Regions from separate parts of the Mus musculus genome. Here region 1 is linked to region 2. A link is a contact called in public Hi-C data. All regions are on one chromosome and are shown on one strand. Each heading gives the region's core, a stretch centred on a gene start, on an enhancer-like site or on the middle of the called end of the contact. The rest is flanking DNA. Distances are from core to core; before and after follow the strand shown. Region 1 overlaps Fam155a (family with sequence similarity 155, member A). Region 2 overlaps Fam155a (family with sequence similarity 155, member A).

Region 1 (3,614 bases), core at 158-2,657, 210 kb after region 2:
TGTAGGAAGAACTCAAGCTAAAAATGGAGCAGCCGGTCAAAGCTGTCTGTCCTTCCTTCACTTCTTCAAGAACTGTACAGAGGAAATGAAGAGAAAGGGTCCCCATACACCCGTGCTCCAGGAACTAACACTGCAGACAACCATAGACCTCTGCTGTCTACAGAAAGTTCCAAAGGACACACGCTAATGAGCTTCACTAATCATCCATTATCCGTCATTCATTTATTTTCCACAGTTGCTTCCCTGAGAGATCCAAAGCCTGTTCTCTTTACCTTGTCACTTCTCTGAAAAGGTGCAGGAGATGCTCTCTCAAAACCAGAATTTAACATCACCTCCTTGACAGCCACTCATTCTGTCAATGTCTCCTGGCATTGGTGTGTTTTCCTCTTGTTAATTGGCCTTTGCACCTAGGAAAAGGTTTGAAACTAAGAGCCTACAGTGTTAAGGGAAGACATATAATAGTGTATATGTATTATACACTATCCACTGTGGCAGTTTGGAAGAAGATTGGAAGTTGATTTTGTGTGCTGAATCCTGCTTTTTCGTTCAGGGTGTAAGATATATCCTTACTATGACATAACAAGTTGAACTTCAGATGCAAACCCTGGTTTGTCTGATGTAAAGCCTGCATTCTTACCCAACCCTCTTAGCTTTCAACTCCAGTATAACCAAATCACCGGCTAGATGATAAGATATAAAGAAGCAGAAGTTGTCAGGCTTAGACATCATAGTCCTTCGGTAGGTAATACATATTGTCTTCATAGTTCAGCAGTTCTAAACAATGGGGGCTTTAGTGTATGTTTCCTGTGGATGGTGCAGACGTAGCCCCGAGTACGGAAAGATCATTGCTAGGTGCTCCAGGGACAGGTAACACCTGCTGTCCGGGGTTCATAAGCTTGTTGTTAAAGTGTCTCTCTGAGTGACATTTTGCTCATTTGCAACATTTTAGAAGTAGACACTCATCTCTGAACAGAAACTTGGCTCGCACGTATAAAATAAGTACAGTTTGACCACCACAGAAACCACTCCCAATGAAGAGACAACCTTTTTAGGCATGAAAAGTGTTTTGAGGAGAAGATGATTTGAGTTAGGGAATGAATAGACATCATTAGCAACTTATCTTTGGAATCAATATAATACATTATACATTAAACAGTACAAGAGAACGTATGATGCCATACACCACGGAAGGCAGAATGTATGAGCACTAACCCATTTAGTCCTTATGAAGGCTCACGTGGCAGTTACTGCTGTGACTTAAACAATGGGAATGGGAGCAGAGTATAAAGCAGAGAAACTTGCCTGAGATCTGATAAATGTGTTATCAACAAGGACTAGCTTGAAACCATCTCCATCCACTGCAACGCTCTCAATCCCAGCTGTCACAATTATCACTAATAACACAGTGTTGTTACACAGACTTGTTGTGACACAGCCACTGAGAGGGTGTGACACAACCCAGTTCTGGACACAGTACAGTGGGATCTTGCTTCATCTCCTCACCATCTGCTGAGCCCTGGGAGCTTCTCATATCCAATGCTGGACAGCTACTCTTTGGAACCTAGCAGTGGAAATGGTCCCTCTGCTCTCACTGTGTGAAGACAGACTAGGAAGAAGAAATAACTCCAGGTCTTTAAGACTGAAAGAAAAAGTAGCCCCACTTATTTAGAAGGAATGGTACCCTTGGCATGGTCTGTGGTATAAAAGGAACCGAGAAAGCCTCACAGGAAGGACAATGAATGGGATATTTTGGGCTAAGTGGAATGTGATAAAAAGCGTGACACATTTTCAGGATGGCCCAACCCAGGTGGTTCTGGCAATAAAGTGAAAATATTCTTTCTGAAGCTGTTGGGCATTGCCTGCGGGGTTTTAAGGGGTGGCGGGGGGGGGGGGGGAGAGGCTTGACAGAGCTCTTGTAAAATGGATGAGTCACAAGGGCTTTGTTAACCTGCAGAATTTTAGGGGGAAAAAAACCTCTTGGTGGCGCTCTTGTGAAATGACTTGGGCATAGAGGCTCTGACTTTGGAAATGGAACCATCTCCTGGAGGATTAAATCCTCAGAGGTGCTACTGGGAAGCTGTGGAGACCTGTGTTGCTCCAGGTTGAAGGGAGCCTGCCACCAAAGGTATGTTCCCTCTGCTTCCTTCCCCTCCCCTGTCTTTCCTATCCTTCCTATCTGTCTGTCTGTCTGCCTATCATCATCTATCTATCATCTATCTATATACTTATCATAATCTGTCATCTATTTATCATCTACTTATTTCTATTATTTATTATCTATCAATCATCTTCTGTCTTTTCTCCTCTCTCTCTCTCTCTCTCTCTCTCTCTCTCTCTCTCTCTCTCTCTCTCTCATCTCTATCTTTTCTTGACCACCACAATCTCATGAACTTTAATCCATAATGTCCTTTGTAGAAGTTCTGCCTTGACACAAGCCCACAGCAAGGAGGAGGTAGCCAATCATGGGATAAAACTTACAAAACCAGGAACCCAAAGGCCTCCCACCCCATCAAGTCTTCTTCTTCAGGTGCTTCGTCTCACTGATACAAAAGCAAAAGCAAAACCAACCAACCAAACAACAACAACAACAACAAATACCCAATCTAGATATTTTCTCTAAATCCACATAGCACACAATGAACAAGGGAGTTTCATTTTATTTGACAAACGAACTGAGCTTTTCATGAATTGATTAAAATGTCCTGCTTTCATAAGCAGCTTCCAGATACGATGAAATAAAAAAAAAAAAACAATTTAAGAAATATTGTGTGCACAGCAATCCCATTTTAGAAATACACATCATGATTGTGCCCACTCTCATCACAACAGGTTAAACCAGAACGAGTTTGATACTGTTCCTAATCTTCACTTTTGGATGTTTTAGTTTTTTAAGTGTATGAATATTCAGCCTGCATGTGTGTATGTATGTGTACCATGCGAGTGCAGTGCCTTCAGAGGCCAGAACAGTCCATCGGATCTCCTGGAGCTGAGAACTGAACCTGGATCATCTAGAAGAGTAGTAAGCACTTTTCACCACTGAGCCATCTCCCCGGAACCTACTCCTACTCATCAATCAAGCAATGGCCACCGTGACTCCTGACTAACCATGAGGCCATTTGCTGAAGCGTTCTCCAGGTAAAGAGGCAACTTCGTGTTCTAACTGCAAGACTCAATATGAATCATGCAGTAAACCCTAGATTTAAGATGCTGAAAATTTAATTATTTTAGATGAACTTTGAAGGTTTTACAACGAAAGGGTCTCATGAGGATTAGGATAATGTGTATCTGTGTATAGCCTATGGCATTCTTCCATGGCTGTGAAATACATAGGAAGAGATTCTTTTTTGTTTTGTTTTGTTTGTTTGTTTTTTGTTTTTGTTTGTTTTTTTTCCTTTTTTTTTTTTTAATTACTGTGAGCATCCACTTCTGTATTTGTCAGGCACTGGCATAACCTCATACGAGACAGCTATATCAGGATCCCTTCAGCAAAATCTTGCTGGCATATGCAATAGTGTCTGGGTTTGGTGGCTGATTATGGGATGGATCTCTGGACAGCAGATGCTGGCGAGGATGTGGAGAAAGAGGAACACTCCTCCATTGCTGGTGGGATTGCA
Region 2 (3,523 bases), core at 817-3,316:
GGGGTTTTTTGGGTTCACCTATCTTGCTATTGCTAACTCTGCAAAGCTGTTGCTTTTGGATTTTGCCTAGATTCTAAAGGAAGCTTTCAATGCCGCAAGGATCAAGGGTAAAGGAACTTCTTGTACCTGAATGGAAGGCTTGGCAAAGTTCTGGAAAGCAGTCCTTTCTCATCTGTGTTTGCCCTTGAGAAGAGAGATGACTGAATTGTATGGAAACAATGTGTTGGCTGCCGCCAAGCACTGCAGTTACCTCTTGCAGAGGCAGTGCCTTCGGAGCTCATAGAGAGGCACTTTTGAGTTAAGGTAGTTATTATGAGTATATGAATCTCATTAGGTGGGCTCAAATGGCACTCCTGATATCCAACCCTTTTGGCTAAGAAACTGGAAAGTTCATATGATTCAATATAATAAATTCAAGAAATTCTCATTTTTAAATGGAAAATAAAAATATAATCTCCTTAGAAAACACGGGAGTCTTTTTTTTCCTCTCCTTATTTCTACACCTCCTCACAGTCCAAAAGCAATTCTGTGTGCACAGGCGCAAGAAATATAGCATAAGGTCATCAGTTTTATCTCTGAGAACCGGATGGAGAGAAATGTGCACATCGTCTCTGTGTGTGAATGCACGTACAGACTGACACATTCCCCATACATGTGTTCATCTCTTTTGGACTTTCAAGATGTACAAAGCAGAAGAATTATGTAGGAAAATTACAAATTTCAAGATAATAAATATTTATTGCTTGCTTAGTAAGGACTGGGGAGAATACAAAGAAGATATGACCAAGAGAGTTGGAAGAGTACAGAAGGAAACAGAGAAGGATGGGAAAGGGATAGATGGTTAGGTGGGTGGGTGGGCGGATAGATAGACAGAGAAAAAGAGACAGAGATGGAGAGACAACAGAGACATAACTCTCCCTGCACATTCTAACAAAGAGACTAGAAGTGCAGCGACTGAGGAGGTCCATGTCCAAGGCCTTTCAGTGAAGCTTAAAGAGCATTGATTTTGACAAGGAAAATTGACAATATAAGGCTTATAATGAAATTTTCTCTGTTTGGACTAATAAGGAGAATAGAAAGAGAACACATGCTCTAATGCTCTAAAGCTGTCCTACGACAAGATACAATGTATCTTTCAATAAAAAGCTAGCTACACGTTCTTCAGTCCTTCCTGTATTTTGTGGCATCTCCAATTTCTTTTCATTTTGTCATTAAAAAGCGATGCGGGAAACGCGTAGCAGGTAAAACCTCCAGGAATGGTTAATGGTTCCTGTCCATTTTGTTTTCTCCTCTGTCCCCTGTCCCACCAACCCGGATCCTTGTGCTGTGAATAAATGACCAAATTTGAATTTGCATTATTATTAGACTAGAGCAAATAAAACTTGTGGTATGTCACAGGACAAAGCCATGTCCCATGTTCTTTACTCATGTTCTTCTTGCCTCCACGCCCACACCTGCTGTGTTCACTGATGGCCCTACAAGGGAAGGATGTCTGTCCTACATGGGAAGGATGTCCTCTATGTTTGAGAGGGAGCCTCAATATCTTTCTGGGAGCCTGAGTATCAGAGGTGACAGATGGGTTTGAAACTAAGAACCAGAAAACAGGAGGTCCAAAGTTCAAACTTGAAAGGTCCAGATGGCCTTCAGGATCCATGAGAGCTGTCACCTCAAAGCTCACCTTAGAGGTGATTGAGCAGGCATCCTCGACAGTGGTGGGCTTTCACGTCTTATCTCATGAAAGCACCCTGAGATCTCTAAGTACTTGTATATCTTCTAATAGATGTCAAGATGGCTGGATGGCAAAGAAATACATTAGAACTACTGGGAAAGTTAGGCCTCATAGTAAACAAACCCTGAACAAGTCTAAATTTAAACTCTTGCAAAGAAAGTCTGGAGAGAATGGAGACCTGCCCTGTGTGTCAGCCCTGCAAATCATAGCAGTTTCCTCTTCTGTAGTCACTGTGAGGTAAGCATTCGGAAACAAAGCCAAGGTAATGAAGGGCATGGCTCACTGCCCCTGCCATGGGTCCTGGCGTGTGGCCTTAAGGCTCTCGGGCCAGGCAGCTCAAAGCCAGGGACATATGGAGCTAATCAGTAATGGAAAGCCTGCTTCTGGGAGCCGAGAGCCCACTCACCAGGGGCCCATCTTAGAGAACACAGGAGTCCTAATATCTCAAATCTGGAGAGCAGGAGTGAAATGTAATCTGATGGATAGATTTTAGCTCGTTATAATCTTCTAGGCTAGTTCACCCAGAACAACCTCGTCCCCCACAAACATCAGATCCCTAAGTATACAGGCAGAGGATCTTAGAGCAAGACTGAAGCGCACAGGCTGTCCTCACGTCCCCCGTGCCTCTCTGCCTTCCACTCTGCTGCATCTGTTTGTTAGCGACAAAGGGAAACTTTATTTTTTGTTCTATGCACTCAGGAATTGGCATAAAACAACTAAAACAGTTAAGCTGACAGGGGCTTACTTTTGTTCTGAGTTTTGAACAAGTACCAACATAAAAGCAGTAGCTGTTTCCTGGACCACGATTACTCTATAATGAAGATGGCACAGACCAACAAGAAACCTGGGAACCCAGAAACAGAGCCCAAAACAGAACTCCAGCACCTGGCTCAGAACCTTCTCTCGCTGATATATAGCAGGGAGACTAAGTCAGAAGAAGGGGTATTTGTGGTTTTTCTCTATGGAGTATCATAAACGAACTCCTCTAATAAGAAGTATGTCGGCATTGCCTTCCACAGTGTTGGCCCACGAGTTCCCAGTCTTTGAATCGCCACAAAATCTTGAGTCAAATACTCTGTGGTTACTGACACAGACCTCTGAGGTGGGGACACCCTCACAGATCATTACCACTATGAGTTGGGGGTAAGTAGTTTGCTTGCAGAGTTCCAATGGCTTATTTCTGCCTGGCTGTACTGCCTGTTATATAAGCAAATCTTAGGCTGGAGGAACAGAGGCAGGATCGATAGCAGTTAAATTGAATCCAGTGCTGCCACAGCTACGTTTACTACCCAAGGCCATGAAGGGACGGGGTGGAGATTAACAAACAGACAGAGGGCTCATTACTCTATACTTTAATTACCAAATAACCTAAATCAGCAATAATTTTATCCCTGTGTATTAAAAAGCAACATGCTACTATTGAAATAGTATTACACAATCAGACTTAATTTTAGAAACTATGTTTCTATCATATTTTCTAATCCATGCAAACCCCACATCCTTAGTATATTCTCTTCTCTAAAATTCTTTGTCTAAAAAAAGAAAATCTTCATTTAAGAATGTGTAATTGTTAAAGACAAAGGAAGTCAGTAGATGACAGATATTCTAAAACACAGAACCAAGTCAAGCATTCATAATTAAGAGTACGAGCGAGGCAAAACTGTTGAATGGATGCATAAAACTTAACAAGTTTAAACACCACTGTTAAAAGTTAATATTCATCATCAAGTAGACTGAAATCGTAGGTGATCTTTCATCCCTGAGCCCCCATCACTGCAGAAATTGGAAGTGAGG

Evidence for each region. Hi-C and Micro-C count contacts between places; a contact is called where the count stands out from the background.
Region 1: a Hi-C map of cerebellum shows a contact between it and region 2, with 1.8 times the contacts expected there. The contact joins two enhancer-like sites. A contact is called at or near these places in 3 of 15 datasets of contacts at CTCF or cohesin (embryonic stem cells and stem cell-derived epiblast-like cells), 45 of 484 Hi-C or Micro-C datasets (the G1E-ER4 cell line, the HL-1 cell line, cerebellar granule neurons and 16 more), 4 of 115 datasets of contacts at active chromatin or transcription factors (embryonic stem cells, epiblast stem cells and extraembryonic endoderm stem cells) and 1 of 9 other capture datasets (embryonic stem cells).

The regions. Positions count from the first base shown.
Region 1 is chr8:9,459,379-9,462,992 of GRCm38.p6, forward strand. All of the region lies in intron 1 of Fam155a (family with sequence similarity 155, member A), which reads right to left. Among named protein-coding and RNA genes, the nearest start is that of Gm39128, 290 kb to the left of the region's middle. Within about 2 kb of position 1,408, at least 7 of the 459 cell types and tissues checked have an H3K27ac peak or open chromatin away from gene starts, as enhancers often do. A contact at or near this core is called in cerebellum, where this site is marked.
Region 2 is chr8:9,244,150-9,247,672 of GRCm38.p6, forward strand. All of the region lies in intron 1 of Fam155a (family with sequence similarity 155, member A), which reads right to left. Among named protein-coding and RNA genes, the nearest start is that of Gm39128, 78 kb to the left of the region's middle. Within about 2 kb of position 2,067, at least 1 of the 459 cell types and tissues checked has an H3K27ac peak or open chromatin away from gene starts, as enhancers often do. A contact at or near this core is called in cerebellum, where this site is marked.